Regions from separate parts of the Mus musculus genome. Here all the other regions are linked to region 1. Evidence: chromatin contacts called from public Hi-C and promoter capture Hi-C data. All regions are on one chromosome and are shown on one strand. Each heading gives the region's core, a stretch centred on a gene start, on an enhancer-like site or on the middle of the called end of the contact. The rest is flanking DNA. Distances are from core to core; before and after follow the strand shown. Region 1 holds the start of Kptn (kaptin). Region 2 holds the start of Ppp1r37 (protein phosphatase 1, regulatory subunit 37). Region 3 holds the start of Tomm40 (translocase of outer mitochondrial membrane 40). Region 4 holds the start of Rps5 (ribosomal protein S5).

What was found. Promoter capture Hi-C pulls out the DNA fragments that hold promoters and counts their contacts. Hi-C and Micro-C count contacts between places; a contact is called where the count stands out from the background.
Region 2: a Hi-C map of B cells shows a contact between it and region 1, with 5 read pairs. The contact joins the promoter of Ppp1r37 here to the promoter of Kptn in region 1. A contact is called at or near these places in 1 of 39 promoter capture datasets (cranial neural crest) and 1 of 484 Hi-C or Micro-C datasets (B cells).
Region 3: a promoter capture Hi-C map of liver shows a contact between it and region 1, with 2.6 times the contacts expected there. The contact joins the promoter of Tomm40 here to the promoter of Kptn in region 1. A contact is called at or near these places in 3 of 39 promoter capture datasets (cranial neural crest, liver and second pharyngeal arch cranial neural crest).
Region 4: a promoter capture Hi-C map of second pharyngeal arch cranial neural crest shows a contact between it and region 1. The contact joins the promoter of Rps5 here to the promoter of Kptn in region 1. A contact is called at or near these places in 4 of 39 promoter capture datasets (cranial neural crest, frontonasal cranial neural crest, pre-B cells and 1 more).

Annotation. Positions count from the first base shown.
Region 1 is chr7:16,118,235-16,121,604 of GRCm38.p6, reverse strand. Kptn (kaptin) reads right to left here and starts at 1,729. Exons shown (of 12, transcript NM_133727.2): 1 at 1,424-1,729; 2 at 1,033-1,115; 3 at 809-893; 4 at 681-735. The coding sequence starts at 1,646.
Region 2 is chr7:19,560,470-19,563,877 of GRCm38.p6, reverse strand. It overlaps Ppp1r37 (protein phosphatase 1, regulatory subunit 37), which reads left to right and starts at 1,480. Exons shown (of 13, transcript NM_199149.3): 1 at 1,480-2,067. The coding sequence starts at 1,848.
Region 3 is chr7:19,713,644-19,717,343 of GRCm38.p6, reverse strand. Tomm40 (translocase of outer mitochondrial membrane 40) reads left to right here and starts at 1,915. Exons shown (of 10, transcript NM_016871.2): 1 at 1,915-1,986; 2 at 2,085-2,363; 3 at 2,984-3,051; 4 at 3,583-3,675. The coding sequence starts at 2,090. Nectin2 (nectin cell adhesion molecule 2) reads left to right here. Exons shown (of 9, transcript NM_008990.3): 9 at 1-700. It overlaps Gm38955 (a long non-coding RNA gene), which reads right to left and starts at 1,880. Exons shown (of 2, transcript XR_881874.2): 1 at 1,355-1,880.
Region 4 is chr7:12,919,968-12,923,753 of GRCm38.p6, reverse strand. Rps5 (ribosomal protein S5) reads right to left here and starts at 1,443. Exons shown (of 6, transcript NM_009095.2): 1 at 1,366-1,443; 2 at 673-781. The coding sequence starts at 780.

The DNA.
Region 1 (3,370 bases), core at 480-2,979:
ACCTCCTTACAGGTCCCTGTACAGAATCTCAGGAGCTGCTGGGTTTGATAGAACCCCCCCCCAACTTTTTTTTTTTTTTTGGAGACAGCTCTCATATAACCCAGGCTAGCCTTAAACTCATGCAGCCAAAGATGACCTTGAGCCAAATTCTTATCCTCCTGCTTCTGTCTCCTGAGCGTTGACATTAGAGGTATGCACCACTGGTATGTGTGCTCTGGATGGGACCCAGAGCTCTGTGTGCCAGGCAAGTATTCTACTGCCTGAATGTATCCTCAGCATTCAATTGCATCTTTTAAATCTGGGAATCTCAGGGCTTCTCGGGCTACAGAACAATTCCAGGCCTGGGAAGTAGAGATCTAGAATTTTGGAAGTTGAGTTCCCAGTGCTCAATTAACCCACTGGAATGATCTACCTGAGGGGCGACAATGTAACCATCTTGGCTGCATTCACTCTGAAAAGCACCACGAGAACCAGACTGGTGATGGCAGGTGTGTGGATTCCAGTCTGCTAAAGCTCAGTGAAACCCCACTTCCCGGCTATACTTCCCATCACCTTTTGGGCCCCTAACACTACCTGTTTCCAATCCTTAGTAGAGGAAAAGCCTTTTGTTTTCCAGATAGGGCAAAAGCCTCTGAGTGCAAGGAAAGGGTAGGAGAGCATGGGTGCCCAGGGTCACTCACTCTGCGTGGCACAGCTGGAAAGGTGTGAACTGGAGTTCCAAATTCAGGCAGCTCTCTGCAGAAGGACACAAGTTAAGCCCAGCAGCCCCTGGCAGCCCCAGCTACGCTCTCCCCTAAGCCCCACTCACCTGCAATAGAGTCCAGGTTGTACTCTGAGCCAGGCTCATAGTCACAGTAAATGTTAAGAAACGGACTGCCCTTGTCTCCTGAGTCCTGGGGGTGGAAACTTCTCTCAGGGGAGGTAGGGGAGGTGACAGGCATTTGGAGTAGATTCAGAGCACTTGAGAGAGACTTGGTGGGATCCACAGTGACTAAGGAGGAGGGCGTGGACAGGTGGAGGGTGCTGTGGTACCTTTATAAAAGTGATGCCCACAACCAGGCCCCGTTTTGGGGGTGACTTGTTGAAAGTGTCGATGGAGACGATCTCAGCATCCACTATGAGGGGAGTTCAAAGTTCACTGATTAGGCAGGTCTCCACTCTTGCAGCCTAACCACACTAACTTCATACCACAGCAGATGCAGGCGTCTGACCGCTATCATCATGACCTCTGAACACCGACTACTATGCTGTTGATAACTTATGTTTGCGGAATCCTGAACCCTAACTACTTTCAGGCCATGATGACCACTGTCTCGAACCCTAATGATTATCAGTTTTGACCCTGACCTCGCAACACAGTGACAATCTTAGAATCCTCAACACCAGACTCTAGTCCCGCCCCAGGCACCACAGCGCCACGCACCGGGAATGTAGTTGAATTGCAGCTCTTTAGCCACAGGCCGGATTTTCTGTCGGAGGTCTTGATAGCGGAAGCCGAGCACCTTGCCTTTAAGAGTGGCGGCCAGCAACTCCCCTCGCCCGTCCGCGCCTCCAGCAAGCCCGTACACGTTGCTTTGCGACGAGAAGCGCGTGAAGCTGTCCTCCAGCAGTGGACAAGGTCCCTCTGCCACGGCCGCCTCCCCCATCCTGGCCCTCCGCGATCGGTCCCAGATGGCCTGATGCTCCCCAACCTGTCAGGAAACCTCCACTAGCGCATACTGATGACGTCAAGAAGCTGCGGTTACTGCCCTCTACAAATATGGCGCTTGGTTCCTTGACTGGGCGGCCCAGACAAAATTGCCCTTCTGCAACTGAGTGTTCTGTCCTTGCCCATTTCGGAGCTATGGAGAGGGCCTTCCAGGATTTGAGATGGGGGAATGGAGGCGTCTCTGGGCCTCTCTGAAAGCAGTGTGTAAAGGAGAATAAGTATCACCCTGAACTGTGGGTGGGCACACACTCCTGTGAGTACAGCACTTGGGAAGTGGAGGCAGTCGCAGCAGTTTCAACCCTTCTACAAAGTTAGAGGCTAAGCTTAAGTAATAAGTAGTTTTCAGGCCCGTCGGTCTGCAGGAGACACTCCCAGCCCCCAACTTCTGTCTCTCTCTACACACACATGCACTCCTATAAATACACTCATTCTCCAACAAAAACTATCTGAACAACAAAACAATTATAAAACCTAATTACTACCCTTTTGGATAAGCACATTCGATCTGCCAATTTATTTAAACTCATAAGCAAGCTGAAGTGGAGGCACATATCTAAACTTTTTACTTTTAGAGACAGGATCTTACTCCATAGCCTTGGCTGAACCAATAATTTACAAATCAGGCTGGCAACAAACTTGTGACAATCCTCTTACCTCTGTATGCCACGTGCCAAGAACACAGGCGTGCCCTTCTAAAGTAGGTATTCTTAATATTTTTAAAACACTTATGTGTATGTTTCTGTATGGGCACATGTACCATGGCATGTGATCAGAGAACAACTCTGGGAGTCAGTTCCCTTCACCTTCTGGGTCTCAGCAATTGAACTGCTTAGGCATGGTAGCAAGCACCAGTATCTGCTGAGCCATCTTGCTGGCCCTAAGGTACTCTTGAATCTATTATATAGGCCAACTGAGTTAAGTAAATTCTTTAAGCAATATTATCTTTAAAACAGTAAAGTGTATTCTTGTACCAGGGAAAAGATCAGTTAACCTGTCCATCCTGATGGCAGAAGAGACTACCTGCTTTAGTGAACATTCATAGTGACAGTCTGCAGGACCCATGGCTACCTTGTCCACTCACACTGCTCCTGGTGCCATCACACCCTTTAGAGAGTCCCTCACAAACTTCTCACCAGAACTATGCAAAGAGCTTTACAAAGTTTGAGCCCGACGCTGAGGGAGAGCAGGATCTGGACTGAGGTTTCTGTGATGGAGGGCTTACCAGCCAGGTGCTATGAGGCCTTTCAGGGGGTCTGGATCTGCCACTTCAATCAACTCCAGCACCTGGGATGCATAGCCTCAGACACAAAGCAGGCTCCGTAGATATGCCAAAACCCTGCCGACTCTAGGCCAGATAGATGGCATAGGTGATAAGGATGCTTGCTATGCAAGCCTCACAGCAACCCAAGCCCAACCTGTGGAATCCATGGAAAAAGTCAGAGGAAGTGGTGCCTATCTGTAGTCCTAGTACTCCTTTGGAGAGATGGAGCTGGAAGCTCATGGGCCAGTTAACTTGAAGTACTAAGTACATTAGTAGAAAGAAGTCCCTGCCTTAACCCCACACACCTTTAATTCCAGTACACTGGAGGCGAGCCTAGTCTACAGCCAAAGCTACACGGTGTGTCCCTGTCTCAAGCAATACACACAAGACTCTGCTTCAAT
Region 2 (3,408 bases), core at 231-2,730, 3.4 Mb before region 1:
GGGGACTGGGAGTGGTGGTGGTGGTCACACTTGTGTGCCAGTGCCGTGCCAGTGCCCGGGAGCAAATGCTGCAGGTTGGTGGTTAGCGTTGAAGTTTTACCCTTCCTCAGTTTGCTCTAGCCGTCTAGTGAGGGAGTCTGTGTCCCCTGTTTCAGCCCCTTGTCACTAGAAATCTTTCAGTACATGATATCTGGAAGCAGTTCCTAGCTAAGCACAGTGACCCAAGTCTGTAATCCCAGCATTTGGTGTGGGGAAGGGGGTGTAGAGGCAGGAGGAGCCAGAGATAAAGCCTGTCTTTCCTACATGGCAAGTCAGCGGGCAGCCTGGATTACATGAGAACCAGTAAAACCAAACAAAACCCAACCCTCCCCCCCCAAACAAAGCCCACTTAATGCCTTTTGGAGTTCAGAATGTAACTGAAGGTTTGCATTAATTATAGGGGCTTTTGGTACTTCTCAGTCTCCAAAGTGTGCTAACCCCCAACTGTGAAGAGGAAAGCAGCTACCCTTAGCAGTGGTCTCAGTTATCAGTTCACACTGGAGCCTCCCTCCAGTTCCAGCCTAGCTCTCTACTTGGCAATGCTGTGCTCGACCCTCCTCAAATCCCGTTCTGTGGTTTCAGTCCCTGTGCCAGTGGGCTTTAATGAGCTGAGAAGGAAAAGCGAAAGTGCCCAGATGAATCCTGAGCTTTGGAATCGACCCCTTGGAGGTGTGGCTTAGGCTCGCTCAGGTTTGGTCAGCTGGTTCATCCCGAGCCTTTGGAATTCCTGCTCCCAGTTTTTGTTTTGTTTTGTTTTTATAGCAGGTTCATGAATACCTAGCAGACTCGTCTAATATTGTAATTTACATTTGATACAATTTTGACGAAAATTGTGCTAAAGTGTGCTCTTCTGTCGCTTCTGTCACTTGTACGTACTCATCCGATATTCAGCTTGGCTCTCAGCTCTCAGCACCTCCATCACTTTATCCTGCTCCCAGTACTTGGCTTAGCCCCACCAGGGTCTCCTGCTGTAGCACCTGCTTGTCTGAGGCTCCCTTTGTAATCCAGCCTAGCCTCGAATTCGCAACCTCCTCCTTCAGCCTCTCCAAGGCTCGGTTCACAAGGCGAGTCACTACCATGTCCAGCAAGTGGTTTTTTAATTAATATCTGATCCGTATTTTATATTTTAAGTTACTCATTTCTTGTAGACGCGTAGAAATCAGAGGACAATTTTGTGGAGGCGATTCTTCTATTTTTACGAACTCAGACGGCTTTAGCCGCTGACAGCCCTCTCGCAGGCCGCGGTTATAGGATTTGTATTGAATCCTTTCCCGAATTACTTGGGCTTGTGACGAATGTGCGGGAGCCTGACTGTTGACAGCTTGGCTTGTGGGGGGCGGGAGGGGGCGGCTAGAACTCGCGCATGCGCGGCGCTCCGGGAGACAGCGTTCATAGGCCCCGCCTCTGTGTTCTGCAGTTTGGCTCTGCAGATTCGCCGGTCACGTTTCTTTTTTCCGCGGAGCTTACTGTTCTTTGTTCCGGTCTTCCTGTCGTCCTCGACACGGTTTTTTTTCAGAGCAAAAGCTTGAGTCGGTGCTATGCTTTTCTCGGTACGCAGCGGGCCCTTCGGCTTGTAGCGAAAGTGTGGCTGCGGAAGAGCAGGTACTCGCGGAGCTCGGCGGAGGCGCGTTGGGGCTCCCGGCGACTGCGACGACGACGACGACGACGACGACGAACGGAGCGGACGGAGGCGGCGCTTGAGGCAGCGGCGAAGCCCATGCCCCGGAACGGCGGGAGGACCCGGAGAGACGAGTCCGGGGCCCGGGGCATGTCCCCGGGGCCCCCGTGAGGAGGAGGAGGCGGCGGCGATGGAGATCCCGCCGCAGGAGGCTCCGCCCGGGCCGGGCGCGGACGCCGACGCGGACGCGGAGGCCGAGACCGAGGAGGCCTCCGCCGAAGCTGAGTCTCCTACCGGGACCTCGCCCCCGGCCGATGGCCGCCTTAAGGCTGCTGCCAAGCGTGTCACGTTCCCATCTGACGAGGACATCGTGTCTGGAGCGGTGGAGCCCAAAGACCCCTGGAGACACGGTAGCTTTGGCGAGGGTTGCGGGGGAGAGCCTAGAGGCGGGTGGGACCGCCATAGGGCCGACCCCCACGGAGGTGGCCCGCGGCAAATGGTACTTATTGGTGATTTCAACGGTGCCTAGGTTAGAGCTGGAGGCAGAGAGGGGTTGGCGGGAGAGCTGGAAAGGTCCACAGGACTGGGTTTTCAAAGCCTAACCTTGTTTGGGAGTTTGGGAGGCTGGCAGCCAGCCTTTGAGTTCATGGTACACTCAGGGATAGATGAAGAGAGCCTGGTTATAGTATTGGGGGAAAGGTAAGTGCCTGAGTCCACGGGATGGTGAGAGCGAAGCAGCTGGTCTGTAAACCAGGAGGCAAAGCGTAGCCGGCTATGGCCATTGCTCTTTTGGCTGAAACGAGGACGGAAATAAACCCAGACTGTACAGAAGTTTGTAAACCCTCCGACTGGGAAAGGAGGGTCAGAGGCAGCAGGTAGTAAAGCAGAGGACGAGGTGGCCAGTTTGCCTGTGTGCGAGGAATTCCGCAGTAAGGTTCGGCAGCAGAACGCGGAGCCCGCTTTTACCAGGGTTTACCTGGGGAAGGACTCGGCAGTATTCCCTACTCAACAGAAGGTGACTTACATGTTGGGAGATGGGAAGATCTAAGATCTAGGCCTGTTGGTGGGGAGGTGGAACTGGACGGGCACTTGGAGGAGTGCATTGGCTTTGATGGCTTTGAAAGGGAAAAGGTTGCTGGGGAGATGGACACAGGCTAATCCCATTTCTGAGCTGAATTGTGTTTTGCTTGGGTGGAGCCTGTGAAGTGAGGTCACCCACTGGCCGTGTTCTATGGAAGCTAACCTGCTTGTCCAGGAACAGACAGACACGACTGCCAGGCTGTGGGCAGCAGAGTGGGCAGCTGGTAGCTTTGATGTATGTGGGCACGGGTGGGGGTGTGGTGGGGGGGACTTGGTTGCAGGAAATGATACACTGGGAGCCCGCCATAAATGCCAGTTTGACTAGTAATTATCAAAGAGACCGAGGTTAATTTAGACTTGGCTTGGGGAGCCTGCCAGGGCTGGGTGGTTTGTTTTGGGTTCTGAACTTCTTGGAACTGGTGCTGAGGACAGGAAGAGTCCACTGGGCCCTGGCGGCAGCCTGTTGTCCACTGTGGCAAGATCGCAGCAGGAAGGGGTGGGGGGAGCAGAGCGGCCATTCAGAAGTGGTTAAGAAACCTGGTGTGGCTGTCTGCAGCTGTGAGCCCAGCGCTTAGAGGCTAAGGCTGGATCATAGAGTAGACATTCTAGGGGGGGCTTGAACTGCATGGGGAAGCCCTGTTTCACTATAGAAAGAAAGAAAAGAGGGAAAA
Region 3 (3,700 bases), core at 666-3,165, 3.6 Mb before region 1:
GCAGGCAAACCTGCACAACTGGAAACCTGGAGATTTTTATCTCCCTTGGCAGGGAGCTCACCATATCCTTCTGCACCACCTGTGACCCCCCCCCCCCCCCCAAGGACTCCTAAGACTACGACCCTTTGACCATGCCACTCAGTATCTCAAGAACCCTTAAAGTCCCAAAGGAATCGGACCTTGCACTTGTCCTCAGGCAATAGAGTCCAACAGATATGCAAGAACGGGATCAGGGGCTCCCTGTTGCTCAGACCTGAGCCCTCCAGGCAGCAGAAGCTCACCTGATCCCTCCCCACCCTGCTCCCCAAAGGTGAAAAGGAGAGGATTCCCCAATGTAAGGTAGGACCTCCCCATCTCCACCTACTCCTGCAGGCAGGAATCTCAGGTTTCTCACACCCTCTCCTCAGCACCCAGGTTCCTGTCTCCAGAGCATGAATTCCAGGTCCAATGCTAGAGGGGAGAACCTAATGCAAGTGTGCCTTGCCACCCCAAGTTTGGGAGACTCTGCTCTTATCCTGAGGACTACTGAATTCTTTTAACCCCTACCCAGTGAGATGAGAACTACATATCCCTCTTTAGGGGATGGTGTGTGTATGTGTGTGTGATGGAGAATCTGGGCATCTGGGTTGGGAATTTTATTTTGTAAGCATTTCCTACATAATATGAGTTTCTACTTTGATAAAGTCTTGTGTTTTCTGTGAGATGTGAAGTGAGTGGGGTACAATGAGGCCTGAAGCTTGAAAGGCATCCGTGATCTGTAAGTCAACAGAGAATGGACTCCCCTCCCTCCCCAAAAAGTCAAAAAAAAATGCCCCAGAAATTAATGAGTCATAAGCAAAACCGCATCAACCAAAAGAAAAAACGGTAGGCATGCAAGAAGTGTCTAAGATCATGAGGCAAATACTATTTTCAATGAAGCCCCCAAGGCGTGATGGGTAATGGAGCTAAACGAATGAGCCAGAAGCAAAGTAAGAAACGAGGGCTGTAGGCGTAGTGGGTAGTCGCCAGAAGGTAAAAGATTCCAAGATAGTTCATTAGAGAAAGGCCGGAAGGATGGGAAACGTGAACAGGCAGACACGAGCTAAACCGAGCCAAGGGATTGAAGCTCAATGAATGGGGGAATGAATGCTGGGTAATGGGAAAGGAATGAATGGGCCAAAGATAGAAGCTACAGTGACGCAAGGAGCAGACGGCATGATGGGTAAAAAAATAAAAGGGGGTGGGGGGGTCAAGGCAGCTGCGGCGTTAAGGGAGAAAGCGGCATTGTGGGTAGGCAGAGGCCGGCAGGTTATCCCAGAACTGGTTTGAAACCTTCCCGAGGCACTGTGGGAAGGGGCAGCACTTCCGGCTTTACCGTCGGGGACCCTGCCTCTCCACCGCGGTGCCTGTCGGGACGCGAGACCTGACCTTGCTGCCTAGCAGCGTCTGCAGCGCAACGCACCTCTACTGATGTCCCCTGACCCTGGCGCATTGGCCAATGAGAGACCTAGCACGCACGTCACCATGGCCGGCCCATTAGACATACTGTAGCCAATTAGAATGTGAGTTGAGCCAAGGTCCACCAATAGTCAAGGCATTTTCTGGGGCGGGTCTCCGCGCCTCCAAAAGGAGGGCGGGGCAATGAGCAGGTAGGCGTGTCAATGCGTGTGCTATCGACAAATAGCGAACTAGCTCCAGCCCCGCGGCGTCGCGAACCAATGAACTTGGGATACACGAGCCAATAGGAAGGTAGAGGAAGCTGCACTGACTGATTTCGACTAGGAACCAATAGGAGTAGGGCTTCAACAGAAGGGTGGAACTTCCTGCTAATTCTCCAATAGAATGTCTTTCTTCTAGGGCGGTGGGCGGATCTCGGAGGACACCGAACCAATAGAATCCATGGGGCGGGAAAACAGCGGTGGCGGCGGCGGCAGCGGGTTCGGTTGCGCTTAGCGCACGGGGTAGGAGCGGAGCCCAGGCCGGGAAGAGGAGCCGCCGCGGCCGCCAGTGAGAGCCGAGTCCGCTTTGGGTGGGAAGGGCCTGGGGTTGCATCCGGGGGTGTGCGTGTCGCCCCGATCCCTGCCCTCTGACCTTTCCCCTCGCAGATACCATGGGGAACGTGTTGGCTGCCAGCTCTCCGCCCGCAGGGCCACCGCCGCCTCCTACGCCGTCCCTCGTGGGGCTCCCGCCGCCGCCTCCTTCGCCGCCAGGCTTCACTCTGCCGCCGCTCGGCGGCGGCCTGGGCACTGGGTCAAGCACTGGCCGTGGTTCGGAACGGACTCCCGGGGCTGCGGCCAGCGGCGCTGCGGCGGCCTCGGAAGATGGGAGCTGCGGATGCCTGCCCAACCCGGGGACGTTCGAGGAGTGCCACCGGAAGTGCAAGGGTGAGGGGCGCCAGGCCCGAGTAGCCCCAGGGAAAGGGAAGGGACCCCCCGGAGGATTGGCGCACATCGTTGCAATCATTAAACAGAACGTTGGAAGCTGATGATGGATTGGAAGGGTGGGACCTTGAACTTGGGGCTCGAAACTGCGATCAGATGATGAACTCGTTGGGGAAGAATGCCACAGCAGGAGGGAGAAGTCTTAGGGTACTGAGAGCCAGGGGACCAACCCCACCAAGATTCAGGAGTGTGATCAGGAAGGGAATTATAGTCCAAGGTCACGGTGTCAAGAGGTTTTCCCCAATGTTCCTGTGAGGGGTTCGACCCAAGGATCCTAGCCTAGGATCTTTTGACAATTTGATCATAAGAGGGAGGACATTCTTACTCTCGATAGTTAAGTGTGTTAACTTACTAAATACTGAGGACAGTTCTGTGTGGTGAGAACTGTAAGCATGAGAAGTTAGGCAGGAGAGTGAATTTCCTAAGTTGAGGTGACTGCACTGGGTTTAAAATGTGCAAAGGGCCAAGGTTCCTCTAGTGGTGGAATTAGTGAGATAAGAGTTTGTGAAGAGAGCTTGGGATGGGAGAAGAATCTGGGGTATGACAGCATCTCTCTTCTGCAGAGCTGTTTCCAGTTCAGATGGAAGGTGTCAAACTTACAGTCAACAAAGGGTTGAGCAACCGTTTCCAGGTGAGCCTTTCTGGTGCCTTGACCCTCCAGAGGTCACAACAGCGATACTCCTCCATGCATACAGATCCCCTCACTCTTAAAGGCTTGGGGTTTTTGGTAGGTAGCAAGATTCAGATAGCACTCCAATGGCACCACTGGCCAGGGCAGAGGTGGGAAGATCGTACTCCCAAGACCAGACCAGCATGCATCAAAAGACCCTATATCAAAACATAAAAGACAAACTAACAGGAAGACTCAAGAATTCCAGGGTGACTACTTGGGGCCTGGGGGAGTTAGGGTTTAGGAATCCATAATTCTTACCCTACAAAGTCAAGTAGGAGTGGAAACGGTGAGTGTGGCGCCCACCCCAGCACCACTTTCTCACTAGAAACCTTTAATCTCGTCAGGTCAGGCCTGGTGTTTTGTTGGATCCCTGGGCATTGATGCTGCTAGTCGTGGCCTGACACCCGGTGTTCACTCCCCATCTCCACATCTCTAGTTTGCATCCCCCAGCTATCGCCAAGACCCCCACCACCTACTCTTTTCTCCCAGGTGACCCACACAGTAGCCCTCGGCACAATTGGGGAGTCCAACTACCACTTTGGGGTCACATACGTGGGGACGAAGCAGCTGAGTCCCACAGAGGTAAGATTTCTTCAGTCATTCTAAC
Region 4 (3,786 bases), core at 194-2,693, 3.2 Mb after region 1:
TATACCTTCAATCCCAGCACTCGGGACAGAATGCAGATATTAGCTTTTTCCACTAGACAGGGTTTCAGGCCAGTCTCAGCTATATGAGATTACCTCAAAATGGGTTATGAGGGCAAAGCAAATAGCTCCCATACTAACTTAGCCATAACAGTACCCATAGCCAACTGACATTTTTCAGGGGAGGGCAGCAGGGAACATTCATAGCACCAACTGGTCTCATACTCAAATTCCTCTTGCTGTAGGCTGATAGCAGCTTACCAACTGCTTTTGACAAGGGTGCCAACATGGTTCAGTTGACTAAAGCCATCTTTTCAATTGATACCCACTAACTGAATATACAAACGAAAGGGGACATCAAGTCAGGTGTAGTGGCACATGGGAGACAGAGGCAAGATCTCAAAGAGCTCCAGGCAGCCAGCAAGGGCTACACAGCAAGACCCTGACTCTGTCTCAAGAGACACACGATTAGAAAAATACGGGATAAAAACCACACTCTAACATCTTTTAGTGCCAGTTTGTATTAGGCGTGGGTGTAGCTGTCCAGTTATTGCTCTTCTACCTGTCTTGTACATCCACTGGTTGTTTTATGCCCTTTTCTGAACTAGAAGCTCATCCACACCTGGTCTCAATTAAAAAAATCATCACAAAGAACAATCATTAAGTTCCTTTTACCTGCAGAGAAATATCGTTGATCTGCACGTCATCAGTGCTCCATTTCCCAAAGAGCTTGATGTCAGGGGTCTCTGCCACCGCTGGTGTGGCTGCTTCCCACTCAGTCATCCTGGGGACAGGAGAATGGCAAGAAACCGTTACTGCCTAGACATGCTGGAGCAGTCACTCTGACCCCAAACTCTTCAGACGAACTCTCACTTTGTGGCAAACTGGGACATGAAGGGGAGACCCAGAAAGCTTTGAACAGCTCTCCAAACCCAGGAAAACCACTCAGGATTCTAAAGTAACTCGGCAGTCACCCCGCTAATCAGCTGGTACATGGACCACAGTATGATGGTTCATGAAGCCGTATACTCATCAGCTCCCATCAGATTTCCGTTGTGCACTTAGAACGTGTACTGAGCAAAAGAGTCATCACAAAACTAAGCAAACCTAGATTTATGTTTATGGTATATGACCCAAGTGATTTCCCTGGAGTCCCGTGTGTGCAAAGTATGAAGTCAAAACAGTGCAAACAAGAGGCGAAGACTAACTCGGCCCGTGCCGAGTTTCCCTAGGCACCCTTTTTCGCAGAGAAACGGTGAGATCCAAGCGGTCACGCCCAGGCTTCAGGTTCGGCCTCCGGCCCCCCAGATGTGCCTTAGAACACTCATGGTCACCTCTTCTGAACTCCGTGTCCCTCCGCAGCCTCACCTGAGGGCGCAGACTGGGCTTCTCAGTCGCTCGGCGTGGACCACGCGCCGCCCTGATACAGACAGGAAGAGGCCGCGCGCAGCGGACTAGCGCTTTTATGCAAAGCGAAAACTTCCGGGTCAGAGGTAGAGACGCACGCGCAGATGAAAACAGCGTGCTCACCAACCAATCAAGCGCTAGGATGAGAGGCGCCCTTTGAGCCGGGTAAAGCATGCGCACTTTTAGAAACAGCGCCACGCCCGTCTTCTGGCGGACCTCTGAAGTACTAGCTAGGCTTCTGAGTCGGCGCACATGCGCAGAAACTTTGGTGAGACCGACGCCGCCATATCTAAGTAGTGCTGACGTCCAGTCCACGCTCTCCGTAATTAGGCTGCAAAACCCAGGAACCATGGACGGTGGATTCTTAGCTAGGGCAACCAGCTCGGCTCACATTTTCTCACCAAAATAATGGAGTCGGGTCCTGTGGTTACCACCGATCCGGGTTCACAAGCACGGGCCCCACCCTCTCCCCTCCCGCAAGCCATGCTCGGCGGGTCCCAGGCTTCCGGTATGGGATCACTTCCTTTTTAATCACTCTGGCCACGCTTGTCTGGGCTTTTTTTCCTCAGGTTCAATCGCGGACAGTAGATTCCGACCGCCATTCGTGAACCTCCCCGGGGAGGGATACATAGAGGGGAGTCCTGGAGGGGTTGGCAGCCCGGGGATCTCCTAGGTGACTTACTTATCTGAGATCCCAGTGATTTGGTACTAATAAGGGAGAGACCTTGCCAGCAGGTTCACCCCCAGGGGTGGGTTTGTTTGTTTGTTTGTTTTGGAGACAGGGTTTCTCCTTGTAGCACCGGCTGTCCAGGAACTCGCTCTTTAGACCAGGCTGATTCATCTGCCTCTGCTCCTCCCAACTGCTGGGATGAAACATAAGGAGAGGAGGGAGGGGAGAGGAGAGAAGAGGAAAGAGGGAGGGAGGGAGGGAGGGAGGGAGAGAGAAGAGAAGAGAGAGAAGAGAGGAAAGGTGTCAGCAAACATAAGGAGAGGAGGGAGAGAAGAGGAAAGAGGGAGGGAGGGAGAGAGAAGAGAAGAGAGAGAAGAGAGGAAAGGTGTCAACAAACATAAGGAGAGAAGGGAGGGGAGAGGAGAGAAGAGGAAAGAGGGAGGGAGGGAGGGAGAGAGAAGAGAAGAGAGAAGAGAGGAAAGGTGTCAACAAACATAAGGAGAGAAGGGAAGGGAGAGGAGAGAAGAGGAAAGAGGGAGGGAGGGAGGGAGAGAGAAGAGAAGAGAGAAGAGAGGAAAGGTGTCAACAAACATAAGGAGAGAAGGGAAGGGAGAGGAGAGAAGAGGAAAGAGGGAGGGAGGGAGAGAGAGAGAAGAGAAGAGAGGAAAGGTGTCAACAAACATAAGGAGAGAAGGGAGGGGAGAGGAGAGAAGAGGAAAGAGGGAGGGAGAGAGAGAGAAGAGAGATTCTCACCCCGTTTTCTTCTCTATATCTCAGTTCATACCTTGTGTGTGTGGAGGGAGGGAAAACTGGGATTTCGGGAATCTTACCTAATTTTATCGTTGTTGTTGGGGGTATCACCCTACTTATCTTTGAAAGCTGACATTGCACTACAGTGATTGATAATGGATGTTTTTATAGACTCCGTATTACCTACTAGGTGACAGAGGGCAGATGAGGGGCTCCTGAATATGGGCCATAGGTTAAGAGAAATGCTGTAGCCGGGCAGTGGTGGTGCACGTCTTTAATCCCAGCACATGGGAGGCAGAGACAGGCGGATTTCTGAGTTCGAGGCCAGCCTGGTCTACAGAGTGAGTTCCAGGACAGCCAGGGCTACACAGAGAAACCCTGTCTCGAAAACCCAAAAAAAAAAAAAAAAAAAAAAAAAAAAAAAGAGAAATGCTGCAGAAATTGATTTGCACAGATAAAATTAAGTTTGCTTACCAGCATTTGGGAGCTGGAAGCAGGAGGACCAGAAGTTCGGGGCCACCTTCCACTCCATAGTGAGTTTATGACCAGTTTGGGCTACATAAGATTCTACCACAAACAAAAACAAACAAACAAACTCCCAACCAAAACCAATAGCATTGTTATTAGTATTTTGAGACAAAGTCCGATTATGTAGTCATGGCTGGCTTTCAAATTGCTCTTTAGACCAGGCTGACCTTGAACTCATTGATCTGCCTGACTCTGGCTCTCTAGAGTTGTGATTAAAGGAATGCATCGTTACAATCAGCACCCTTAAAATTCTTTAAAAAAAATTTTTCCCCGTAAGTAAAGCATGTGTACATGGGGTCTAAGAAGGCCAGAAAAATGTGATAGATCCTTTGGAGCTGGGGTTATGGTGGTTTATAAACCTGAGGTGGGTGCTAGGGATGGAAACTTTAAGAATGACTGCTGAGCCATCTCTCCAGCTCCCACCCTTAGAAATT